Linked DNA regions of Mus musculus: regions 2, 3 and 4 are each linked to region 1. A link is a contact called in public HiChIP or PLAC-seq data. All regions are on one chromosome and are shown on one strand. Each heading gives the region's core, a stretch centred on a gene start, on an enhancer-like site or on the middle of the called end of the contact. The rest is flanking DNA. Distances are from core to core; before and after follow the strand shown.

The links. HiChIP or PLAC-seq counts read pairs in DNA pulled down with a chosen protein or histone mark.
Region 2: a contact with region 1 is called in an H3K4me3 HiChIP or PLAC-seq map of embryonic basal ganglia, with 2.5 times the contacts expected there. The contact joins the enhancer-like site here to the promoter of Cxxc4 in region 1. A contact is called at or near these places in 3 of 39 promoter capture datasets (the 3T3-L1 cell line and cranial neural crest), 1 of 15 datasets of contacts at CTCF or cohesin (the NIH/3T3 cell line), 4 of 115 datasets of contacts at active chromatin or transcription factors (embryonic basal ganglia, embryonic midbrain, embryonic stem cells and 1 more) and 1 of 9 other capture datasets (pancreatic islet).
Region 3: a contact with region 1 is called in an H3K4me3 HiChIP or PLAC-seq map of embryonic limb bud, with 4 times the contacts expected there. The contact joins the enhancer-like site here to the promoter of Cxxc4 in region 1. A contact is called at or near these places in 9 of 39 promoter capture datasets (the 3T3-L1 cell line, 3T3-L1-derived adipocytes, the HPC-7 cell line and 5 more), 1 of 15 datasets of contacts at CTCF or cohesin (the NIH/3T3 cell line), 9 of 484 Hi-C or Micro-C datasets (the N1E-115 cell line, cerebellar granule neurons, cerebellum and 6 more), 10 of 115 datasets of contacts at active chromatin or transcription factors (embryonic basal ganglia, embryonic forebrain, embryonic hindbrain and 6 more) and 1 of 9 other capture datasets (pancreatic islet).
Region 4: an H3K4me3 HiChIP or PLAC-seq map of forebrain shows a contact between it and region 1, with 5 times the contacts expected there. The contact joins the enhancer-like site here to the promoter of Cxxc4 in region 1. A contact is called at or near these places in 2 of 39 promoter capture datasets (the HPC-7 cell line and hippocampal neurons), 3 of 484 Hi-C or Micro-C datasets (embryonic stem cells and nephron progenitors) and 3 of 115 datasets of contacts at active chromatin or transcription factors (embryonic stem cells and forebrain).

What each region holds. Positions count from the first base shown.
Region 1 is chr3:134,234,816-134,238,096 of GRCm38.p6, forward strand. Cxxc4 (CXXC finger 4) reads left to right here and starts at 1,680. Exons shown (of 4, transcript NM_001004367.4): 1 at 1,680-1,871; 2 at 1,997-2,072.
Region 2 is chr3:133,920,957-133,924,463 of GRCm38.p6, forward strand. All of the region lies in intron 2 of Gm26691 (a long non-coding RNA gene), which reads right to left. Among named protein-coding and RNA genes, the nearest start is that of Gm30484, 100 kb to the left of the region's middle. Within about 2 kb of position 1,450, at least 4 of the 459 cell types and tissues checked have an H3K27ac peak or open chromatin away from gene starts, as enhancers often do. A contact at or near this core is called in embryonic basal ganglia, where this site is marked.
Region 3 is chr3:134,603,600-134,607,077 of GRCm38.p6, forward strand. No RefSeq gene overlaps it. Among named protein-coding and RNA genes, the nearest start is that of 4930539C22Rik, 180 kb to the left of the region's middle. Within about 2 kb of position 2,067, at least 28 of the 459 cell types and tissues checked have an H3K27ac peak or open chromatin away from gene starts, as enhancers often do. A contact at or near this core is called in the HPC-7 cell line, the N1E-115 cell line, embryonic basal ganglia and 3 more, where this site is marked.
Region 4 is chr3:133,753,746-133,757,021 of GRCm38.p6, forward strand. No RefSeq gene overlaps it. Among named protein-coding and RNA genes, the nearest start is that of Gm6135, 36 kb to the right of the region's middle. Within about 2 kb of position 1,271, at least 108 of the 459 cell types and tissues checked have an H3K27ac peak or open chromatin away from gene starts, as enhancers often do. A contact at or near this core is called in the HPC-7 cell line, forebrain and hippocampal neurons, where this site is marked.

The DNA of each region.
Region 1 (3,281 bases), core at 430-2,929:
ACCTTGAGTGTGCACACCAGCACTCTTACCAGCGTATTCACTATCCACAACCTACACACGAGCAAATCTTGACAATGTCAATGTAAATCTTTTGAAAATTAAAATATAAAATAGTTTAAGCTGCCTTTTAGCATTCTGTTCTCACAAAACAAATAACTCACCTTTTTCTTCCCTCTCTGAAACCACATTACTATATTACTCCACAAGATGCTTTTTGTTTCTACGTGTAACTTTATTCTATTTTTAAACAAGCATAGTCTGATTTTGTTTGCTTTTAGAAGACTCATTCAGAGTCACATATTGTGGTACAGGTCTAGAACCCCAGCACTGGGGAGTCTGAGCCAGGATGACTGCCAAGAAGGGAACCAGGCTAGCCTGAGCTGTATAGCAAATTCTAGAAATTCCTGGGATACAGTGTGAGATCCCTTCTCAAAATCCCTTCCAAGTGGGTAGGGGGAAAGGAGAAAGAATCACATTTAAAAGGACTTAAACATTTACATCCTATTTCATGCCTGTTTCTTTCAGTGTGGACAGCATGTGTTTAGTGTATCTCGGTTTCTTTGAGGCAGGAAGGAAGGGGTTAATTCATAGTTGGATTTTATGAGTTTTATTTATATGCGATGTGTGCTAAATACTTATCTTTCAGTTTGAAGTATTTTCCCCAGGTGATGGGAAGTAAAAATGCCCATCACATTAAAATTAGTTAAAAGAGATCATTTAGATATGAAAGTAAAGTTTGGAATTAAAATTAGGGAGGTGGGATAGATATTTGACTCCTTGGAATTACCGGATGAAAGAGTAAAGGGGGAGGGCGAAGCTTTGTAGGGCAGGAAGACCCGGACACAGTGGGAATGGAAGGCGGTGTGGGAGAAGAGAGAAAGGCAGTCACAGACTGAGACCGGTCAAGCATCACATCAAATTTTTTACATTCCGGCATAATAACATTTCAGGGATTCGAACCAGCAGAACACCAGTCCCTTTCCCCCTTACTTTAAAACGATAATGATTCTCTTTTAAAGAGTCTCTCCCGGCCCCGCCAGGAAGATCCTTTAAAAGCACGCGACCGGGATGTGAAACTGAGAGAGTCTTCCTGCAGCACACAGGACCTCCCCTCTGTGTCTGGCACAGCTCTTCCCAGCTCAGCCAGGGAACCCAGACAAGTTTATTTACACACCCCCCCGCCCAGCGTGCACAAACACACCCGCAGAGAGCGAGGGCGCGAGGGGCGGGAACGCCCTCTCTTCCATCCCTTCCAAACAATTATCTGCCAGAAGAAAAAAAAAAAAAAAAAAAAAAAAAAAAAAAGCAAATCCTTCGCCGCGCCGGAGGCTGGCGGGGTGGCGGGCGAGCCGGGAAACGTGGCCGCGCCGGCGAGCTGGGGATTTGTGAAAAGGAGCGCTGGCCCGCGTGCGCCTCTTGTTCCCCGTGTAATTTGCAGCCAATCATCGGGAGGTGTCCGCGCCCTGCGTCCTGCTCACCTCGGCCCGCCCCCGCCCCCGGCTCCGCACCGCCTCCCTCGCCTTTCTCCGCGCTCCCCTCCCCCAGCCACCGCACACACGCACACACACAAACAGAGCGAGGGGGGGGGGGGTGAGAAAGAGAGAGAGAGAGAGAGAGAGAGAGAGCGAGAGAGCGAGAGAGAGAGAGACTCCCCGGCTCCCTCCCTCCCTCCCTCGCACACAGCGACTGGAGACGGACCGGGAGCAACGCGCCGGGAAGAGCAGAGACCACCGACAACAGCCCCGCGCTCTCCCACACACGCTCACACTCGGCGCTTTCCTCTCCACCCCCACCTCCTCCTCCTTCCACCCCCTCCACTAACACCATCTCCTCCTCCTCTCTACAACAAGAAAAAAAAAAGCCATTTACAGGTATTTTTTTTTCATCCGCATATTTATTTACCCCACCCCCCCATTCCCAACAGTTTGTTTACAAGTATTAAAGTTGTAATTGGGAGCTGCCAAGACACATCTGGATTTGTGTTTCTTTGTGTTAGGGGGTGATGTGCAACTAATTAAAGGCAGACTGGCAGCGTCTGTAAATTCTAAGGCTCCCCAAATAAAAAGAGACTGGTAAGTGATTGTTCTTTCTCTTCCTCTGGCTTCCCCGCTTCTCTTTCTCTCTTAAATGTTTGCTGTCCGGTGGGATTGTAAAAGTAGATTAATGCTGGTCTCCAGCAATAAAAACCGTGACTGTATTAATTAATTAATTAATCTGCACCGGCCCCTCCTCCTGAATGTTAAATATGACCTTTGATCTCCATGTCTCTGGTAGATCAGACATACAGTATTAGGCATGTACAGTCACATTGTTCAGAGGCAAAGCAGGATCATGAAGTATGGATGTTTATTTTAGCTTTGGTGTTAGAACTATAGTTATTGGTGTGTGCTTTATTTTGTTGCTAAATAAAAGCCAAACAATAGCTGTGGCTTAGGTACCTTTTTTTCATGCTCCAGGGATGCATTGATTAAACAATAATGACCTGGATGCTGGGCACAATCCTTTTCTACAGTTTCTGGTGGTATTGAACCTAGAGGAGGGAAGGGGGGGGGAGGTAGTAGCAATTGGAGAAGCAAGGACAGCTTGTTTGGAAACACCATGCTAAGACTCTGAAAGGGGGATATTAGATCCCTTCTTTATTTGGAACAAGGTCAAAAGACTAAAATGTTAGTGTCCCCTCCCCTCAGTGGGATGATGCCCATTGCATGGTTGGCGGAACTAGTTTCTAGTGACTAGCAGTTATTATGATCTTGCATCTTCAATGTAATTCACAGAAACGGAAGCTGTATGTGTATTCTTACTGTGTCTTTCCCCCCAGACCCTAGCAAGTGTCAGGAATATTTAGCCAGGAGGATTTGGGGGGCACCTTTGTATTGTCATCAGGCCTCAGAAGGGAGCAGTTTTCCCTAATGTGAAACCACAGAGGTGGTGCCTGAGTGATTAGGGACTTGCTGTGATTGAAGGATGCCTGCCAGTTTCTAATCCAGCCGGAGGGAGGTTCCTTATCTTGCTTTACTTTGCCTAATAGGGATTTGTTTACATAAACCCCCCTTTTTTTAGGGTGCCTCATCAGTAGACCTTGAAGTTTTCAAATTTGAAGTTTGGACATAATGCTTCATTAATCTAATTATAAGCATAATGACTATAATTGATATGCATTTGAAACTCTGAAATTTTGAGACAGAGATTGCTAGGCCCTCAGTTTTAATTCCACACCAACCTCTAGGCTTCAGAAGAAGCCAGAGAAAGGTACTCTGGCAAAGAAAAAAATAAATAGGGAA
Region 2 (3,507 bases), core at 200-2,699, 310 kb before region 1:
TCTGTTTCAGGGAGAGGTTGCAAAGGTGAAGGGCAGGTATGAGGGGGAGGGGAGATGAGTGAGATTGGGGTCCATGATGTGAAATTCACAAAGAACCAATAAAAATGTTTTTAAAAATGTAATGTGCATAAAAATTGGACAACCACTAAAATTTCCTAGATATTACAAATGAACAAACTAGATAAAGAATAAACTAGATTAAGAATGATAGAGTTTGCCGGGAGTAGTGGTGCATGCCTTTAATCCCAGCACTTGGGAGGCAGAGGCAAGCGAATTTCTGAGTTCGAGGCCAGCCTGATCTACATAGTGAGTTCAGGACAGCCAGGCTATACAGAGAAACCCTGTCTAGAAAAACTGGAAAAAAAAAAGAATGATAGAGTTTAGTTATGAAGTACATGGAATGTATTTTTCTGTGTTGGATTCGTTATGGCCTGTCACTGTGGCTTTGATTGACATTTCTCTAATTAATGATTCTGAGCATATTTTCCTATATTTCGTGTATCTTTTCTGAGGAAAATAATAGGTTGCTCATTTAAATATCATGTTTATTACATAGTTACCTTAGCTATTGAGTTATTAGAAGTCTTTATGTTTCCCAGATATTTATGCTTCGTCAAATGCATAATTTGTGATTGTTTTCTGCCATTCTGGCAGTCCTCTTACTCATTTCTATATGATGATGAGGAATCACTTTAGCCCAATATAATTACAGTTGTGTAGTTTTGCTTTTGTTGCTTCTACTTTTGAGGCTGTATAAAATTCCTGCCACACCAGGATCTTGGAAGAGTTGCCTGCTTCTTCCCTGAAAACTGAACAGTTAGGAGTCTTGCATCTTCACCCAAACCCTTTCTCATGGACTTTCTCTGTGGTAAGATGCAGATTTGAATTTTATTCTTTTGCATGCCGATATGCAGAATTGCCAGTTACTTACTGAGAGGTTATTATGTGTTCTGAGCAACTTCATAAAAACCAGCTTGATTAAAATGCACGAAAAAAAATCTCCCTGTATTCTGGGTTCTGTTCCACTGATTTATTTGCATGACAGTAACAAGCTGTCCTGTTCTTATGGCCTTGAACCATATATCTATATACTTTGATGCCTTCAACTTTTTCATCTTGCTCAAGAGTGTTTCAGCTTTTTTTTTTATAATCCCACATGGATTTTAGAATGCTTCTGTACTTCTATGAAGACTATCACTGGTATCTTGACAGGAATTGCATTGAGTCTATAGATTCTTTGGGCACTATAAACATTTCAACAAAACCATTTTTTTTTTCAAATTCATAAAGATTCACTGTTTTCCCACTTATTTTTCTCTTTAATTTCATTACTTCCCTCTGGAATTCACTACTTCTGTAAGTGGGTGGCCCATTGGAGTTAGTACAAGGACATACTCAGGCACCAAATTCACAGCACAAAGGAGACTTGTCACCCTAAAGGGACAAGTATGGGGGAGGAGCAGCTGCCTCTGGATAGGGCAAAGGCAGACAGCAAGCAGCAGCAGCAGCAGGTGTTTTATTCAGGAGTGCATTTTTAAGAAGAAAAGAAGTCTGTGCTAGGGTGAATTGGTAAGCCCTGATTGGACATATTAGTCAAATAATGAATTTTGATTATTGGACCTTGGTGTTTTGTCTCAGAAATAAGTCAGTAGCCCAATAAGGGAATAGACTTTGGGGCCTAGCTTTGGGAATATAATCTAACAGTTTTTAGCAAGAAGTGGGGGAAGGGATCTGCTGGGGTGATGTTTGCAATGCTCAGTCCTGTTAGAATGCCCTTCAACTTCTCCCTTCCTATGGGGGAAACTCTCCACTTAAGAAACAACAGCTCCCATTTTCCTGCCATTGTTGTTAAGCACCTGAAGAGGATTGTAGTAAACCTCAGAAAAAAGAATAGGATAATAACTGCAAACACATTTCAGCATTTATCACCCTGACAAAGACTCGGAGGGAAGAGGCAAATTCATTGGGAGGATTGATTTTATAAAAAGCGATGTTTTACCAAGGCAAGCAAGGAAGAAACATCTGACGGCTCTATCAAACTCATACGAAGGATATAAGATGCTAAATAATGCTCATACTACACTAGAGTGAAAACAAGTTTCCAGCACACCATCCTTCCCTCAAGAGGTTGTTATAGCATCCTTTTCACCAAGACTAACAGGGGTACACAGATGAGAGAGGCTCCAATATCACCAATAAATTCCCTTGAAGACTTAAAAGGTCATTGCAGACTTAGGCTTGTTATATCTACAGAGGCATTGGAGTCATGCCATAATGAAGACCAGGAAGTAGTCCTTAATTATCAGAAATTAGGAGGGTGCAATTACTTTAATTACCAGAAAGATCAGAGGGCAGCCAGAGGGATTTGTCCCACAGGAAATTACAGTGATGTTTATGGAGGATGGCATCTTTGGGGAAAAGTAGTTTGGGAACCAGCAAGCATGCTACTTAGTGTGTATAACCCTCCTCTAAGAATGTAGGGGCAGTAGGGTAAGGCTGTTCAAACCAAGGTCCTCCAGTTCTGAATGGAAACCAATTTTTCACATTAAGAACCCACTGACTAAAATGCATGCTGATTCCATAGAAAGAAACATCCTATAATTCAATAGTGTTGTAGGATATTCTCACATTCCTCCCACCAAATGATCTATAGCCATTTACTGGAGGATTTCTCCTCTCCTCTCCTCTCCTCTCCTCTCTTCTTTTCTTTTGTAGAATTTAGTTTGCTATGATTTTTGCAGTGATGTTCTGATTTCTTGAGGGATCTCATACAGAAGCCCCTCTGCTCTTTCAGGCCATATCTATTTCTTGCTTCAGTTACTAAAGTTCCTTATTCATACACCATCAAGATAGGAAATTTGGGGGTAAGGTGATTTTATTGTTTGTTTGTCTTTAATATTTGAAAAGCAATTCACATGGAGATCTCCTGGATGCACTCAAAGTGTTCTTTTTCCTTTTTCCTTCTATTAGATTTTTTTTTCACAAAACATTTTCTGAGATTCCAGTTTTCCCTTCTTCCAGCTCCTCCAAGATCCTTCCCACCTCCCTTCTGAATCCACATCTTTTCTATCTCTTGTTGAAAAACAAACAGATGTCTAAATAATAATAAAACAAAATAAGCTGAAACAAAAACAAACAAACCAGAATAGGATAAAACCAACAAACAGAAGAAAAGAATTCAAAGAAAAAGAATGAGAAACAAATTTAGATACAAACACATGTGTGTGCACACATAGGAATCCCATAAAAACACAAAACTAGAAGCCATAATATATAAATAAGGACCTGTTAACTTAAAAAGAAAATCCCTGAAACACATTGTGAGACAAAAAAAACCTCCAAAGATGCCATTGAGTTAATTTTGTTTTGATCATCTGCTAGGCATAGAGCCTGTCCTTAAGAGTGATATGTATCTCCATTGAGACTCTGTTGAAGAGAACTAATTTTTTTTATTTGCAGTTATCAGTTGAGAATAGCTTTTGGATTAAGGGTGAGAGCTTGTGTCCT
Region 3 (3,478 bases), core at 817-3,316, 370 kb after region 1:
TAGTTCATATTGTTGTTCCACCTATAGGGTTGCAGATCCCTTTAATCATTTTATTCATTTACATTTTAAATGATATCCCCCTTCCCAGTTTCCCGTCCACAAACCTCACCATACCACCCCCCCCCCCCGCTTCCTCTCTACCCTTTGCCTCTTTGAGGATGCTCCTCCACCCACTCACCCACTTCCGCCTCACCACTCCAGCATCCCCCTATGCTGCCATTTTATTATATGGGAGAGTCAACTTATTCCTTGAAGTTTTAATTTACTTTGATTTTTAAAATACCAAATTCAAAACTGCAATAAGGGACATATAATAATGAGTTATAAATAAGTCAGTCAATCACCAAATAAGTGCCCAAGTCCTAGAGGCAGATAACAGGAGAATCCAAATGAATTCTATCCTCAGAGGTGACAAAACCCTGATTCCCCAGAATGCTTGCAGGAGGCCCTGAGGTTAGATCAATTTGGGGGTGAGTTTACTGTTTATACTGCATGAAATTTCCATGATGAACATGGAAGAGGGGGTAGGGAGAATAAAAACAAATTGTATTGTTTCCAAATGTAAAGCTTGGCATTGAAATGAGTGAAACTTCTCTCACTTTTACTACAGAGTTCACTAAAGTCCACATGGTGATTTGAGCAAAGAGAGAGGAATAAGCCTTCAGTCTACATAAAACCACCTCTATTTCTTTTCTGAATTATTTCTGAGAAAAGTTTAAGATCAAGGACATATATTTACACAGAAGCCAAACACTAAATTATGGTTGATCTAATTATGAAAACTCAATTTGCCAAGTCAAACAACAATACTGCTGTTGCTAGAATTCTCTGCAGAGCAGTTACAAGTGAATGTTACATAGAATTTTGTTTTGGTTTTAGTATTTTGATGCAGAATTTTGTTCTTTGGTTGTCTTGCAAGGGCAAGCCCATTTTAATCTCACTAAGGCTAAAAGTTTATTTTAAAATTTCTTTGAATGAAACTGCCTATATTTTCTTATTTCAGAATCAAGGCACTAAGTCAGAAGATCGAGAATTAATGCAGAGATGAACATTAAGGCCCTGCCTTTGGAATCTAATTGCCCGATACTTGCTGTGTTGTTTTCCTGTTTTCTGCAAAGTGGTGTGTTGATGACACGCAACTATTCAATGTCAGTATGTGTGATTTTTAAGTTTCAACATTCAAAAGTCCAAACAGTAATCAAGGCACAGTAGGTTATGTTTGTAATCCCAACACTTGAGAGCATGAGGTGGGAGACTCCCTGGAACCTCAAAAACAGCCTAGCCTACATAACAAGATCCTATCTCATACAGAACAAACAGACACCTAAATTAAGAGAAATGATACTGAGTATAATTAGATTTGTACATTTGCCAATGTTTCCATTGTCTTATTTTGGAATAGTAAATGATAACGTAAGAACTAGACCAAAAATATAAAAGAGGCCCAGGTGAGAAACTCGCAGCTGTAAAGCTGTGGAATTTTTATTTTCTCCAAACTGAAACTCAAGGTTCCCGTTGCTAAGTCGACATAAAGCAAACCAGTGTAGGACAGAATGTTAAAGAGAGATCTGGGCAGGCCGACCTCAGATCACTTAGGGCTTAAAGCTTTAAACGTCTGAATAGTCTGAAAACAAAGGGGGAATAATATTAAAATTAAAAGAAGATTTAAGTAGAAAGTAACCACATGACTTGTATAATCAAAAAGTCTTAGGAGAAAGCCATCCCTGTAGCTGGAATTACTAAACTGCTCATGTGTAGAGAAACCACTTGGCACACATTGGCTGAGCTTCTCCAGAGAGTTGAACGCACAACACTGGAATCCACCATTCAGTGACCTGTAGAGATCAACACGACAGCTGAAGCAAACGGTTCCGCTGTGCTGCAAGGGTCTGTTTGCTTGGCCAAATACAGTCTCAGCAAGATATGCCTGGGACTATTAATTATGGAGACAAGCAAGGAACCAGAGGAAGAGCTCAGAAAACCCCCAACGAGGAAGCGGTCTCATTTCCCACAGAGCTCCACAGCACACACAGACTTTCTCCTGCACAGAGCACAGACAGGCTTGTCCTCCTGCTGCTTTATGTTAATTAGGGAATAAATAAGTGGCCAACTGTAGTCTGTGGGCATATGTTGGTCAACTGTCTCTGTCTAATTAGGTTGTAAGCCCACTGAGCAGGCGCCTCATTTAAATCTATGTTCTGGAAAGCATTCCACGGCTCTGCTGAGGTCCAGTGACTGAAAGGAAGGCAGGGCCTGAGGCTCCATCAGAAAGAAAAAGGAAACGTTTATGAATTCATGTGTCTATGTTTATATCTTGCCTAAAGCTAATTAAAGATTTTAAGTGACGAATGCAACTGTACTTCTCATAGAACAATGTCATGCGTCTTAGTCAATATGTTATAGTATAATAAAAAAGTATAATATAAAATAAAATTTATGTATAACATAAAAATAAATTTTGTTTGAATTTGTTACTTCTAACTCAAGTATGTATGATTTGCAATGGTAATAAGTATAAGTGTTCAATGTCATAGTTCCTCCATTAAATACCACGTCACGGTACTTAGATCACAACTGTAGAGTTGGCATTTACACGTGAAGGTGTTACAGGAATAAATGAATACCAGCACTTGGAAGGTTGAAGCAGGGGGTCACAAGTTAGAGTGAAGACCCTGCTGCAAAAGATAAAATTAATTCTTTACCCATGTTTATATATGTGTATGTGACATTGGGGTGCTTAATGATACTTTATCCATGTTTATATATGTGACTTTGTGTATATGTGTGTGGCTTTGGGGTGTTTAATGGATATTATGTACATAGCTACTCACCTTTTGTTCCCTGACTCCCTAATTAGAATGTTCTAGATATTGATAGTTAAAATTACTTACTCTAGAAATATTGAGAACATAGGCAAGAATCTCATATACAGCATTTTATTTGTTCTTTGTGACAGCTAGTTTTAGTTACCTTCTAACACATGTTAGCATAAATGCCAAACTCACATTTTCTTCCATGGCTCTCTTATGCCACACAATGGAAGCCTTCTAGAGACAACAGGCAGATATCTGCAGATACAGATGATCTATGGCAGAGATGATCAGTGGTATTGGTATTCTCCTCTTTTGTAATTGTGAAGAATAAAGCAGAAACTTTTAAATAAGTCAGTTTATTCACACAGGCTATTCCTTCAGTGAGTATGGGAATCAGAGACACTGTATATTGTACCACGTGCCATGTGCCCTGCCTTCCCTGGATTGCCTTTGGATATTTTTCCAATATTATTCTCTTCACATTCTTCCGTAGTAGACCCATTGGATTCCAGGTTAAAGATATGGGATTCCAGGAAGACTTCTAGGAAGGAGACCCAGCACCATTCACTCCAGGCACTATCAGGATACAAACATTCAGTATACCCCCACACTACTGAAAAATGAATGCCCCTTATCTCTGAGACTCTGCCTCTGTCTCGGGCTTA
Region 4 (3,276 bases), core at 21-2,520, 480 kb before region 1:
ACTGCAAAGAGAAAGGTTCCTTGGTGTCTCGTGTGTGTGTGTGTGTGTGTGTGTGTGTGTGTGTGTGTGTGTGCGCGCGCGCACACACACACACACACACACACACACGCAATCCAAAGTATGATACAAAGAAGCCAATATATAGTGTATCTGAACAAAGCTACTTGCTAAAGCCAAATTGGGCAGGTTTGTGAGAATTCTGTCTTCTGTATGAAGCCTTATGAGTTAGAAGGATGCACACACATAAATATTTCACTGGTGCAAGCACTCCTGCTCCCTGATTCTCCCATATTGATTACCACTAATCTATCCCTTATGTCACTTTCCATTCCTGTGGAAATAAGATAGGTATGTGCCTGGAATAAATAGCCTTCTCCCCATTTGGAAACCGTGCAGAGTCTAGAGCACATTACAACCTTCCCTATAATGGAAGTACCCACACGCTGGCAATTGCTGTCTACAGACGTAATGAACCAAGTGGGAGGTAATGAGAAGTGACTGTCACGCCATCTCTGGGGCCCAGTTTCTCCTGCTGCACAATTACACTGTGACCCCAGAGAAACTGAGAAGAGTGCAACATTCTTTCCTTTTCTAATGATCTTAAAATCAGCCTTAGCTTATGGAATGCGTGTGGAGGGGTGCAAGCAGCAGCATCACCCATTTGGCAGTCCAGAGGCTGTGCGGGGGAGGTGGGGGTCGGGGCGGGGGGAGTGTATGCTTGCAGCAGAGAGGAAGCTGTCTGTCCGTATAGTTCTGCTTTTGTCCCAGTGAAGACTTGGTCTCTGGCTGGAATGATGCCAGCTAACAGGAGGCTCCTTTCCTACTTTCCCTGGTGCATCTTTGGAGCCGGTTACTGGTTACTTCTAGAAGCGGAGAATGTGCGAGTGAAACTGTTACTCAGAGCCACATTTATGCTTCAGTGATGTGTGTTTCACCTTTAAGAGGCAGGAAAAGCTTTTGAATAATGATAAGTGTAGTGAGAGCAGTTGCTGGACCCCACACAGCCCCGGTCTCATCTCTGTATTTCAGGGAGAACCTTGATTACCACACTGTGGACTGGTCCTTCAAGTGGGGAGTGGCAAGGCTGAGGAAAAAGGTAGAAAGGGGCACCTGCTGAGTCAACTTCTCCTGAGAGAAACTGCGAAGAAAGTGCAAAAAGGTGGAAGGCTTTTAAAATTCCTCTCATTGTCTTCCTTCTGCTCAGGCCTGCCCACGCTCTGGGGGAAGCCTGCCAACTGCTCACTGAACAGTGAATGGAGACAAGCTGGGCTGCTGGTATTGCTCAGCAAGGGAAGAATAGAGGCATGGCTGGCTGCTGGCTGGACCCGCACCACTCTCCTATCTTCTGTGCTTCTGCCAGCAGGAAGCCCCCAGGTGGCACGAGGGAGAATTAGTGTGCAAATTGCAGGATCTGCTCATTGCTCACCACTTCCTCAGTTGACAGTTCCACAGAGCTCCTTTGCCTTTCATCAGGGGAAGAGGGAGCTCAACAGGGTTCTACTGACTGGCTTATGACTTTTATGTCTCCCTGACTCCAGGGTGTTTTCAACCTCCCTGACAGCAGTTCTGTCCTTGGATAGCCTGCGACACCTACCTCTGATCATCTTTTATGCCAGGCATGGTTTGGAGTTGGCAGAAAAAGGTAGAAACTGATCCCTTTTTATAGAATAGGTCCAAAAGTATGCCATAAAAACAAAACAAAACAAAACAAAACCAAAAAAAAAAACAAAAAAAACAAAACCAAAAAAAAAAAAAAAAAAAAAAAAGGAAGATGAAAACAACATAGTTAAACGGAGTCTCTTTCTCCACTTTGTTAATAGATAGTACTTCTTGAGGAGTTACTATGGGCCAAATAATATTCTTGGCATGTTTCATTAAATCCTGTCATTTTTATTTTATAGAGAAAGGAGCTGAGGCACAGGGTATCCAGAAAACAGGAAGTAGACCCTGAATCCATATTTTATGTACTAGGGCAGTTTGCTTTACAAAACTCCTTAGTTATTTTTGGATTCATTCAATAAGTAGCTCAGAAACACCACCACCTTAATGTCACTTTCTCTGCCAGCGTTCCTTACCCTTGTGAGTCCTGTGACTTCCTGACTGTCTTGTCCATGTGAAACAAATGCAAGGGCATCATCATCAGGAAACTGAAACACACATGGATCCAGAGGTGACAGTTTTCTCCACAGAGGATCAGGTGGTAACATAGTTTAGGCTTTGCATGCGCCATGGTCTCTGCCTGAGCTAGACAGAAAGTATCCAGAAACAGCATGTAAACAAATCATCACATCTATGTGCCAATGCAATCGAAATGATGGGAAGTGGATTTGGTGTATCTGGTCCATGGGCTGCCTGCTACAGAGCACGAGAAAAGCCAAAACTGTGGCTGCACGTGGCCTGTGTAGTACTTCTTGTTCATGTCTATGAGGCATCCCCCAAGGATACACAATCGGGCACAGAGACTTGTGAAGCACTTAGGGACTGAGGAAAAGGTTTGTGGAGAAGGTGAAGTGAGAGTGTCTCCTAAAGGATGGGGAATGCAGGTTCTCTTCAATCAGTGAAGAGTAGGGTACGCCCACAGAGTGCAGTAAACTCTGGAAACAGTTTATTTCTCTGGCCAAATGGAGAGTCACATACGCGTCATGCTTTTGCACACTACGAGCACGAAGAAGAGACAGCCATGGTGAAGAGTGAGCGTAGCAGGGACCCAGGCACTGTGTTGTCCGCCTCCAACACCCATGTTAAAAGATTTAACTAGTGGCTTTACTCTTTAGGCAGCTGCTAGTGCGCTAACAGAAAACAACCATCACACATTATTTGCTTCTGGAAGTTTCCTTGACTTCTTGATATTTTAGAAAATTATACCAAATCAGGTGAGAATTAGTTCTAACGACATTATTTTTCTTAGTATTTTTTTCTATATATACACCAAGGGGGTGCGGGGGAGAACAAAGCCCAGTTTTTTTGTTTTGTTTTGTTTTGCTTTGTTTTACATATTAAAACAAATACATTAAAGAAGGCACAAGTAGGGCTGATATTGTTGTGTCAGCTCTTTGATGCTCTTATTTCACGTTCTTCCTAGATTTTCCATAGAAAAGTGGGGAGAATCATTACAGAAGTGAGCCAGAGGGCCGTGATGAAGCCCGCACGAACTTTCCTCAGTGTCAGGCTCCGATGTCCTCCACTGTTTCCACTCTGTCTGTTTTGACTTTGTAGGGTCACTCCCTGAGATTTTGCCTTCTAATGTCCCTGTTTCCGTTTGATTACAAACCCTAA